Regions from separate parts of the Mus musculus genome. Here regions 1, 3 and 4 are each linked to region 2. A link is a contact called in public promoter capture Hi-C data. All regions are on one chromosome and are shown on one strand. The core of a region is the stretch at or near the end of the contact, and the rest is flanking DNA. Distances in the headings are between cores, read along the strand shown.

Region 1 (2,794 bases), core at 109-2,608, 2.1 Mb after region 2:
AAACAAGAATTACAGGTTTATACCACCAGATCTAGTCCCATAAACACTTGAAACAACTGGCATCTATTGCAGAGTCCTCCAAGTAGCTCCTAAGATCCTCTTGACAATAATAATAATAACAACAACAAAAACAACAACAACAAGGGTGGAGTTAACTAGGAAAACTACCCATGGAGGAAGCTAAAGTTTGAAACCCCCTCCAAACCAACACACACACCACACACTCCCGCCCTTCTCCTCTCTCTCTCTCTCTCTCTTTCTCTCTGCAATTCCCGGAACTCACCACCGTCTGCTGGTGCTGCTGAAACTTAAGACTGACATTCTGGATCCAAAAAAATCGGAAGGAGCCAATCTTTAGCTCTGCCTGCAACTTGCGCTGACACCACCTGGTGGCCAACCGGACCACAAGCCACCTGCAGAAAAAAAACAGTTGGATTATAAGACCCTCTACCCTTTTTGATTCTAGAAAGGCCTTGCAAGGGGTGGTATCCTGAAGCCGGATTTTTCTTAGGAACTTTACGATTTTCCTAAAATATTTCTCTAGTCATACTCATTTAGGCACAACAACCAGAACTACGGGCCCCTAAATTCAAACAAAACTAGGCAAACGAAACTCACCCTCTAAAAGAGGTCAAAAAAAAAAAAAAAAAAAAAAAAAAAGAAAGAAAGAAAGAATAAACAAAGAAACCCTCAAATCTTTAGGAACCCAAAGTAAAAAGAGGTCCTCAAAAGGCAAAGTGAAGGCAGTCGTGTTAAATACGTCATCGCACACTCCTTAGAGGGTCCCTGTCTGCGTCCCCACCCTGCAGCCGTTTCCGAGAAGGCAGAGGTCACTCTCGGAACTGCTCAAACACCGCTCTGCTCTAGCCAGCCAGTCCTCCCGACCTCTCTGCAGGGCGCGGCTGCAGGTGCCCTTCGCAATCTGGGAAGAGGACACGGAGGCGAACGGGGCAGGAAAGGGAGACCACCGAGGGAGGCCCCCTCCCTCACACGCAAACATTCGGTTCCCGGACTGGACATTGCTTCGGGTCCAGCCAGATGCTTCAGCGCCCCTGCCCCCACCTCGCTTCCCCTCGCCTCGGCTGAGCGCCCCCTCCTGCTCGCGCCCCCTCCGCCTAAGGCGCCCGACCAACCCGCGCCTCCTCCAGCCGGTCTTCCTCGACCCCCCCGACCCTGTGGCTAGAATCCCCTCACCGGCCTAGGAAGAGTGCGCTAAGCGCAACCAGCAGCAAGACCAACAGCGCGGAGAGAAATAGAGGCATTTAGGTCCGGGTCCGGCCCGGCCTGGCCCCGACCCCCGCCATGCCGGGCCCTGACGCCGGAACCGCACAGCGCCGCGGCGGGCTTCGGCCGCGCACGCACACGCACGGCGAGGAAGCGTTAGTGCGCGCGCGCGTGTCCCCGCCCCGGCGGCTCGTGGACCAGCCGGCTGGCTCCCTCCACGACCCGCCCCGACCCGCCCCGACCCGCCCCAACCCGCGCGCGCGTGCGCGAGCCCTGAGGGCCGACCAGCGGCTTGCGCGGAGTGGAGGCGTGGCTCTGGAGAGGGAGGGCGGGGCGGACCGCGAACGCGCGGTCCTGCGCGCTACACCTAGAGCGCAGCCTGCGCGGCACGCCGCGGAGCTCCGGGTTCGCGCTGAGGGCGGGGGATCGGAGTCCGCACGAGCTCGCCGGGCGGTGACCAGGATGGGTCGTTTCTACCACTTTGAGGTTCCACTTCCAAAACGCATTCCCTAGGCCATTAAGAGCCGGCCTGGCTGGTGCCGGGCGTGGTGGTGCAGGCCTTTAATCCCAGCACTCAGGAGGCAGAGGCAGGCGGATTTCTGAGTTTGAGGCCAGCCTGGTCTACAAAGTGAGTTCCAGGACAGCTAGGGCTATAAAGAGAAACCCTGTCTCAAAAAAACAAAACAACAACAACAAAAGTTATGTGTCTGTAGGTCATAAGTGATCCTGTCTGAAAAGATTACAGAGAAAATTAAGAGGTAATTCAAAGACCTCAGCTATCTATCATCTCACCCCACAAGGAAACCAACTTTGTTTACTGTCTGAATACTGTTCCAGATAGTATCTTCTTATCTTTTTTTTTTTTTTTTTTTTTTTTTTGAGACAGGGTTTCTCTGTGTAGCCCTCTGTAGACCAGGCTGGCCTCGAACTCAGAAATCTGCCTGCCTCTGCCTCCCAAGTGCTAGGATTAAAGGCATGTGTCACCATGCCTGGGCCAGATAGTATCTTCTAACATCCTTCATGGGGAGAGCCATTCTGTATTTTTAGGTTTGTGCGATTGTGTATAGCACCACCCAGAACAGGGTGAAATATAGAAATAGTGAATATTGTTTTACCCTTTACAGATTATCTGGGAAGCAATTTTAATTACATGAAATACAGAGTTCAAGGTCAAATCAAGCCAGAGTGAATTTTGCATTCTTCATTGTTAAATGAAGGAAGTAGATAAGGTCTGTTATGCTTATTCTCATGAGTCAGTGTCTGACTAATGACTTACTAACACAGTACCAGATAAACACAGTACCAGATAAAGAAATCCAGATGGTTCCAAGGTATTATGAAGTATTTTGTGTTCTTGGTTCTCAGATCCTAATCTGCATATAATTCTTCCAGATTTTTTTGATTGGCCTCTTCAAATAACAACTTCAAGGCCTGTGAGATGGATCTATAGGTAAAGGCACTTGCTGGCCCGAGGAATTGATTTCCATCCTCAAAATCCACAAACTATCCTCTAAACTACACACACCGGTTCATCTTCAAAATCTGTAGCTTTTTGTTCAAGTGTGGTTTC
Region 2 (2,775 bases), core at 203-2,702:
GGACCAGTGGCACACTGCAGGCAATCTGTGGCAGGAATGACTACATCTGAACTAGATAAACTTGGTATGCAGTCTAAGATCATAAGCCCAAATAAAAATCTTTTAGCCTGGCATACCCCATGCCTTTGATTTCAACACTCCACATGCAAAGGCAGATATTTATTCTGAGTGCCAGGTCAGACAGCAAGACTAACTCAAAATATTTCTTTTCAAAAGAAAAGGCAACTTCAAACTGGGCAGTGGTGATCCATGCCTTCAATCCCAGCACTGGGGAAGCAGAGACAGGCGGAGGCCAGCCTGGTGGACAGAGCAATTTCCAGACAACCAGACCCCCAATCCCAAATAAAAAGACAGAGGGGGGGGGGAGGCAATTTCACAATTCATTAAATATACAATAGAGTTGAAACTGGGAATTCATAATCCATTATACAACTCATGACAAAGGGCACATTCAACTAAGAATCCATAAAATTTCTTCCAGTTTCATTATTAATCTATGCATTCAGGAAATGTAAATTCGCATATACTAAGAGTTCTGACCTCGCAAGACTTTTTCTGTGAGTGCATTAAATAATTCGTGACGGATTTTTAGCTACTTAACTATTTTAAAAACAAATTTGTCTTGAGACAAATAGTTTTCTTGTAATAGATTAAAAAAAATCAGTTTAGCGTAATACGTTATCCACAAAAAAAAAAAAAAAAAAAAAAGAGAGAAAATTGTTTTCCTTCTTAACAGTTTAACCAGTCCTACAAAATTGGGTAACGATAATAGAAACTCCACCCAGTTAAGCAACCGCTTCCCCAAGATTAAGGCGCCCGAAAGAGAGGCGGAAGCCGATTCTTCACCGCGAGGGGGGGGGGGCTAGTCACAGTTCAATTATCCAGGGAGTCAGGACATTTACCCCAAACTCAAGTCCCTTTGTGGGGTCTTCAACGAAACAACGGAGACAGGAGTTCTTAGGGACGACTGCACTTGGGGAACGTCTCCAGGCCCAATGATCGCGACAAACAAGCGCCTGAGTCACCGAGTTCAGCGCCACCAAACTCCGGAGCCCTCTCGCCCGAAGAACCCCATTTTACAAGAAACCACCCCAAATCCTAACCCAGCCACAGCACAAAGGCTCGGCTGGGCCCGGCCGGGCCCTACCAAACAGGCTTAACCCAAACCTATCAGACTTGTGTTCTCAAGAAGCGACACCCACGCTCGGCCTCCACGTCAACCCCACAAAGGATACCAGCACCACGGCTTGAGCTGCTTCTTCTTCTTGCGACCCATAACTGCGCCCTACAGAACAGGCAGAATAGAGGCGGAAAGAAGCTGGAAAAAACAAAAAACAAAAAACCCAAGAGACTCGCAGAGTTCTCCACACCAACCGCCACCAGCGCGTCCCGCAGGAAACAGACACAAAATGGCCGACACCCTCGTTCTATCTCCACCTCCCATCAGCCACCGCGGTGAGAGCTGTGCGGGTCACGTGACGCAGGCTTCGGCCCTGAGTGGCTGAGCGGGCGCTGCCGCCATCTTAATGGGGTTAAGTGGTGGTGGCGCTCCCGGGCTGAGGACGCTGATCCTTTAGAGCTTGGGTCATCCAGTACGTCGGCTATCCCGTATGCAAATTGAAGGGAGGAAAAGATTAGGAGTATAATTAAGGATAGATTACAAATAAATAAAGATAATTGGGACATGGTCAATTTGGGTTTTGTTTTGTTTTGTTTTTTGCTGTTGTGTGTTTTGCTTTTATTTTTTGAGATGGGTCTCTTCATAGCCCTGCTGATAGAGGAAATGACCAAGCTGGCCTCAAACTCAAAGATGCGCCTGCTTCTGCCTGCCAGCGACTGTTTGGGATTAAAGGCACACGCCCGGATTGCGACCTGGTCAATTTTTAAATCTTGTTTCAGTTGCCTTTCGGGAGTGGGGCGTATATGGTCAAGGAAGAGTTACCGTTTTTTTTTTCAGTGAACCACAGTCTAGGAAGCAGTATGGGTGAGATCAGCAGTAGCGATAAGGGAAATGTGAAGTGCTTCAGAATCGCAAAAAGGCAATCCTTAAGCGGCTTCGGAGAACATAGGAATGTTTAGAAAGATGAAAGAAGATGCAGTGGGAGAAAGCTTAAGTTATCTTATTACCTGGGTCTTGTGTCTGTTGTCCCAGCACTCAGAAGGCCAAGACAGAAAATGCTATGAGGCTAAGACTTAGAGGCTAGCCTGGAGAACAAAGCCTGATCTTGTCTTTGAATAAAAAAAAAAAAATTTTTTTTTTAAAATGCAGTGAGCCAAGCATGGATGGTGCATGCCTTTAATCCCAGCACTCAAAAGGCTGAGGCTGGTGGATCTGAATGTATAGCCAGGTTCCTGCCTACATAGAACATTCAGGGTTATGTAGAGAAACCTTGTATCGAAGTTTTAATTACTGATAAAATGCAGTGTTTGAGGATTTGAACTTAAAAGTAACAAGACAGGAAAAGTGTTGCTGGCAAAAGATAATCCTGGAAAATGTGGCAAGGAAGAGTGTAAGAGAATTGGATATTGTATATGCTGAAGTCTCTTGAAACCACAGAAAGGTTCGCAAACAAAAAATGTTGGTGGAACATGCCTGCAATCAGGGAATTCCAGGAGGCTGAGGCTGGAGTTAAAGGTCTAACCTCAGTTACATAGTGAATTAAATAATGCCTGGGATACATGAAACTTCATTTAAAAGTAAGATTGAGGGGCCTGGAGAGATGGCTCAGCTGTTAAGAGCACTGAAACTCACTCTGTAGACCAGGCTAGCCTCAA
Region 3 (2,710 bases), core at 12-2,511, 2.4 Mb before region 2:
ACCATCCCCAAAGTATTACTCCTCACTGGCTTACTTTATCCCAACAATTAGGGGTATCCAAGGTCAGAGGAACCCAAGAACTTGGACACAGCACTTTTTAAGGGACAGCGGGGACTGATGGAAAGCTTGGGTCTTCAAAACCTTACAGCAAAGCCCCCTTTACCCTCCAGTCCTGAGACAGCAAATCCTGTAATTCTCCTTCGTCGTCACTGTCCACATTCTCCTCTTCCTTTTTCTGAAGTTCTTTTATGGTCAAAACCTCTTTAAGTTTGTTTTTTATTTCATCCTGGCGATTCCGCAGCTTTTCCACTCGGCGGTAACATTCTATCTGCTCATCAATCTCTCCAATCTGCCGGTCCAACCGTCCCTCCTCATCCTCTTCAGCAACGATCGCTTCAGAGATAGTGTTGACTTGCCTCATAGCCTTTTGAAACTCGTCCCACTCTTTGTCCATCTGATCCTTTGGGGCATCCACCTTCCGGACCTTTGCATCTACCTCAGGGTCGTCGAAGAACCCTTCTGGTAATGCTTCGGCGGTGTTCTCTCTTCTTTCCACCACTTTTTCATGTATTTCTGCTTTCTCAATGGACCCTGAATGAGGAACTAAGGGGGCCTTGGGAGGATTTGTATTAAACGGATCGTTTGGCAGCACATTGCTTGTTGTCTCCCTCGGAGAGGCAAGCGAGTGTTCTTTGCCCTGTGCATCCGGAAGATGCTTGCTGCTGTCCCTTCTTTCTTCTCCACCTCCCTCTTCTTCCTCCTCTTCCTCATCGTCATAATCAGGCAGTAAACCGAGTCCAGGTTTACTGGGGGCCGCCCTAGCGGCATCCAAGTTGGCGGACGAGGCTGAGGTGGAGGGCTGTACCTGAGGTCCCGCGGAGGCCTTGGCTTTCTTGGCGTCTTGGCTCTCCACATCCGTCGCTCTCCTCTTGGTGGCCTGAGGTACAGTGCCGGTCGACGGGCCCTGGGTTGCTCCTTTGGCGCCTTTCAGCTCCGCTACTCTCTCCCGGTGCTGCTTTCCCAGAACATGGGTCTGCCACAGGAGCTCGCTCTTGACCGGGGTGTTACACAGTGCGCAGCTCAGCTGCCCCAGACGGTTGTACTTGGCGAATGGAGATTCGATCCTCTTCCGGTTGGTGCTCAGGCGCTGCTTCTCCCTCATCAAGCGCCTCAGTTCTTCCTGATTCACCACTCGCTTCCCAGCCGGAGTCCGAGTAGAGGTGGAGGACGCCATGTTTGCGCCCAGGACTCAGGCGAGTCTAGCTTCCGAGGCGTGATAGCGTCACTTCCTGTTATGGCGCCGATTGGCCCACACTCAGGAGTGTGGGCGTGGCGCCAGGGTTCGGAGTCGGCAAGTTTGGGGCTGGACTGTTGAACCATGGCTGCGATCAAAATCGCTAACCCTGGCGCTGAAGTGACCCGGAGCCAAGCGGCCTTGGCTGTGAACATCTGCGCCGCCCGTGGGCTGCAGGATGTGCTGCGTCCCACCTTGGGTCCTAAGGGCGCGCTAAAAATGTGAGATGCCGCTAGAGTGTGCGGGGTGTCGCGGCTCACTCTGATTCTGATGCTGATCAGTGAAAACCTGTGAGCAATGCTGCGACATTTAGACACCCGGTTTCCTCTCTCTCACTCCTGCTCTTAGGATTCTCTAGCCGAGGAAGAGAGCGCCTCCCCGAAGAAAAGACTCCGTCAATAGAAACTGTTAGCCTTGTGCGCGCGCTCAGCAGACGTTGGGCTGCAGCTCCGCCGCAGGCAGTATTGTTTTGACGTGGTGGAGTGGTACTGGCTTTGGAGCTAGGCAGGCATAGGTTCAAATTCAAGTTCCATTATCTTCCAGCAGTTGGGACTCTCCGCACCTACAGTTCTTCATGTTTAGTCATCCATTTGGACATATGTTTATTTAGCACCATTGTTTTACGAAGAAAGAAGAGTAGGGGAGATCAAAAGGTCTCTTGGGAAAGAGACACCCTGAGAGGAATGAGCAAAGTAGCGTTTATAGTAAACGAGTCCACTTAACACTAGATGCTGGAAAAACAGATGGGATAGTTTCTGTCCTTTCCTTTAAAAACCTGATTTATATTTACGTGTGCACATCTGTCTGAGTTTATGTGCATCAGGTGTGAGCAGATGCCCCCAGAGGTCAGAGGGTGACAGATCCCTAGAACTCGAGTTATAGGCAGTTGTAAGCCATTTGATATGGGTGCTGGAGACCAAGCTCAGATCCTCTTCAAAAACAATAAGTGCTTTTTAACTGCTGAGCCATCTCTCTAGCCTTTGAGATGGTATCCTTAAAGTGACATGGCAGTGACAGGTATGTCAATTATATAGAGATGCAAATGATTTTACAGAGGAAAGGGCCCAATTACCGATGATTGAAGGAAAATCCTCTCAGATATCAGGGGATGTTTGATCAGAGTTGTAGAAGAATGAGTGACAGGAATCAAGACCTCCTAGTGGTGTAAATCCACCAGAAATAAACATTATAATGCATTAAGGGAACAGAAAGACCTACTGTGGGAATAATGGTGGATGGAACAGGAGAGTTTGGAAAAGGCCAAGTATGTTACTGATAAATTACCTGGATTTTTATCTTGAAGATGGTAGAGAATGTAACATCTTTGAAGGATTGGTGATCAGGAAACTGAATCCCATTGCCTTTTAGAAAGATGTAGCATGGAGGGTTGATTCAAATTAGGAGACAAGATGCTGT
Region 4 (2,768 bases), core at 257-2,756, 2.4 Mb before region 2:
TTTCAATTTACTGGAAACTATTTTTAGTCCCCACTCTGCTGAGAACTTTAATTGATATTGTGTCAGAGCAGCAAGAAGGCTGAGGTAGAGCGGAGCACAGCAGGTGTACTACTAAAGAAAGGGTTGGAGACCAAGCCTACCCATCTACAGCGGGGTGGGGAGGTGGGGGCAGATATCAGGCGACTTGGTTTTCTCCAACAAGGTGGACCCTAGCCAGACACCTTAGTTGGCCGATCCGATCCTCCCACCTCCAGCCCTAGAATTATAGGTATGAACCACCAAGCATGACTTCAGTTTATTTTCTATTATTTATTTTTCGGTTTTTTTGTTTGTTTGTTTTTAGATAGATTTTTCTATGTAGCTCTGGCTGTCCTGGAAGTCACTAGGAAGAGCAAGCTAGTGTTCTGAGTGCAGGGATTAAAGGCGTGTGCTACCACACCCGGCCCCAGTTTTATCTTAAAAAACAACAAAAAAACAACAACAATTACAACAGGACTAAGAGCTAGTTATGGTGGTTCTCGTCTGTAATCATATCAGAAGGCAAAGACAGAAGGATTGCTGTGCGTTCGAAGCTAGAAAGTCTGGTTTACTTAGTAAATTTCTGTCTAGCCAGGGTACGTCGTCAAGACCGTCTCAAAAGGAAAACAAGCAAGAAAACAAACCCCCCAAAGATTAGAACTACTTCATGGGGTGGTTAGGAAAACTACAAGGAGTACGAGGGCAAGCCGGACGTGGAGTTCTGAAGTTTGTATACCAAACTTGTGTATTTGACAATGTTCGACTTGGGGGAGGGGAGGTCCGTAACTGGCAGACTCAGGGGGTCACACAAGCCCTAACCGTTAAGAATCTGAGAGGCGAGTGAAGGCCGGCAAGGGCTGAGGAGGAGCTCAGGGCGAGTAGGAGTTCAACTTTCCGCAGAGTAGGGTGGGTAGGGTGTCGTATCGCCCATCCCGGGATACGACAAATAACTACCCGGGGAGACCGGCGCGAGGAGGCCGGGAGCCCGAAGAGCAAGCAGCACGCCGTTCTGCCCACAGGCTGTGCGGGCGAGCCGCGGCCGCGCAACAAGGCGGCGGAGAGGGACCGGCGGCGGCCCGGCCCCGACCCCCTGAGAATGCCCACTCTGGCATCCTGCCCTTCCCGGTGGCTGCCCAGGGTCCCGGGGGCCGCGGGCCTCCCGTGGGCTCCCGTGGGGGCGCCACGTCACGGAGGGTGTGCCCCCAGGCTGAGCGGCGGGCGGGGGAGGAGCCACGGCCACTCCAGCCACGCCGCGTTCGGCCCCGGCCCTCCCCACACGGCGCACCGCGGCCCGCCGCTCCGCGCCGCGCCGCCCCTCACCTGCCTTCTCGGCTGCCCTGGCTCTGACGCTCCGCACGAGCCACCGGACCAGGCGCCCACAAGGCCACGGGTCCCGCACGATGAATAGACCGCCTGTCTCTTTAAATACGGGTACTCCAGCCGGAGGCAGGGCGCAGGCGCAGTAACCGACTTGCGCCCTCGGACCCCGCCCCCTCCGGTCGCCACGTGGGTCGCTGTTCTATTCCTACCCGGAAATCTTGAACTGAGTGTTGGGTTGGAGTGGCGGCTTGGGGCGCAGCGTCCCTGAACTTCCTAGAGTTTCTCAGATTGTTAGATATTGAAGGTAGTGTTGAAAAATCATTGCAGTGATCCTAGGGATGGGAAGCTCGAGTCGTTCCACCTGTGTCTTCCGCACCGCAGGAGTTTTGCTGAATTAAAAGGCACTACTTTAATTAAAAAGGTAATTAGAAAATGTGAAGAACAGGGACTGTGGCCCCGTTTATGTCATTTAGCGAACTAGTGCTTCTAAACCTCAAATAGGCTCTGTGAGTTCAAGATGGCTAATTTTTCAAAAAATAAAAGTATTCAGGCCTTGTTCAGTCTGGGAAGGGCAAACAGTTGGGCTTTGTTAGGTAAATAAAGTGCAGATCGTGGAACTAAGTTCTATTTCTGAGGAAGAGTTTAGCTTTTTTTCCATAGGGAAAGAACGCTGTGAGGGGTCACTATAGTTGAAGCTGGTCAGGGGAGAGACTAAGACAAGCCGACTCACTAAAAGGCTGTTGTCCATATCAAAGTGGCCTTGAGATGGAGAGGAAGGTGTATGCTTGAATCTGTGTGAGGTGCTCAGTTATTTGTTCATAGAAATGAAGGGCTGATAGACGAGGTCTTTAACAGAACTGGAGAATGAGCCGAGGGAGGCTCTCTGGAGTTCAAGGTTGAGTGTCTGCTGTACTGAGGCCAGCTAGATCCTGGTGTTTGAAATGAGGTGAAGGCTCTTTGTTTTCTCTTAACTTGCAGCAGGATAAACCTGGGTTTGGAGTTCGGAAGGCCTTAGGCTCAAGGGCTCCAGTTGAGGAAGCGTGAACATTTTGACTGGAGTTGATCTTAACCCAATGGACTTTCCCTGTGCTGACCAACCCTTTCATCACAAGCAATATATTCGGTTGCTGAGCCCTGGAAATGTAAGCAGTCTGAAGTGAGAGATGCTGTAAATGAACACTGTACACTGACAAGTACCCAACACTTCCCCAAAGAGAGTAAAATACCTCATTAATAGTAATAGTGCATATATTCCAGTTATTTGCTGGCCAATTTTTTATGTGTTCGGTTAAAGAATATTTACTGTCACTCACCTGTTTGGTTTTACTGTCTTTGAACTAGGGCATCAGAAACGATGGGGCTGCGTGCTTAACTCCCATTGTTATGGCTCCAGCTCAGCACTCCACAGACAGAAAGCCTGTGGTGAGGAG

Evidence for each region. Promoter capture Hi-C pulls out the DNA fragments that hold promoters and counts their contacts. Capture Hi-C pulls out chosen DNA fragments and counts their contacts.
Region 1: a promoter capture Hi-C map of adipose tissue shows a contact between it and region 2, with 2.3 times the contacts expected there. The contact joins the promoter of 2610507B11Rik here to the promoter of Zfp207 in region 2. A contact is called at or near these places in 2 of 39 promoter capture datasets (cranial neural crest and pre-B cells), 1 of 484 Hi-C or Micro-C datasets (embryonic stem cells) and 1 of 9 other capture datasets (adipose tissue).
Region 3: a promoter capture Hi-C map of liver shows a contact between it and region 2, with 4 times the contacts expected there. The contact joins the promoter of Zfp830 here to the promoter of Zfp207 in region 2. A contact is called at or near these places in 3 of 39 promoter capture datasets (liver, pre-B cells and stem cell-derived epiblast-like cells) and 2 of 115 datasets of contacts at active chromatin or transcription factors (astrocytes and embryonic stem cells).
Region 4: a contact with region 2 is called in a promoter capture Hi-C map of liver, with 2.3 times the contacts expected there. The contact joins the promoter of Lig3 here to the promoter of Zfp207 in region 2. A contact is called at or near these places in 2 of 39 promoter capture datasets (cranial neural crest and liver), 1 of 115 datasets of contacts at active chromatin or transcription factors (embryonic stem cells) and 2 of 9 other capture datasets (adipose tissue and embryonic stem cells).

What each region holds. Positions count from the first base shown.
Region 1 is chr11:78,260,318-78,263,111 of GRCm38.p6, reverse strand. 2610507B11Rik (RIKEN cDNA 2610507B11 gene) reads right to left here and starts at 1,358. Exons shown (of 39, transcript NM_001002004.2): 1 at 1,195-1,358; 2 at 284-413. The coding sequence starts at 1,262.
Region 2 is chr11:80,381,956-80,384,730 of GRCm38.p6, reverse strand. It overlaps Zfp207 (zinc finger protein 207), which reads right to left and starts at 1,452. Exons shown (of 12, transcript NM_001130169.1): 1 at 1,236-1,452. The coding sequence starts at 1,276.
Region 3 is chr11:82,762,896-82,765,605 of GRCm38.p6, reverse strand. Zfp830 (zinc finger protein 830) reads right to left here and starts at 1,261. Exons shown (of 1, transcript NM_025884.4): 1 at 1-1,261. The coding sequence starts at 1,234. The coding sequence ends at 143. Cct6b (chaperonin containing Tcp1, subunit 6b (zeta)) reads left to right here and starts at 1,285. Exons shown (of 14, transcript NM_009839.3): 1 at 1,285-1,515. The coding sequence starts at 1,379.
Region 4 is chr11:82,779,847-82,782,614 of GRCm38.p6, reverse strand. Lig3 (ligase III, DNA, ATP-dependent) reads right to left here and starts at 1,506. Exons shown (of 20, transcript NM_010716.3): 1 at 1,339-1,506. It overlaps Gm11423 (predicted gene 11423), which reads left to right and starts at 1,573. Exons shown (of 3, transcript NR_126067.1): 1 at 1,573-1,759; 2 at 2,317-2,480; 3 at 2,680-2,768.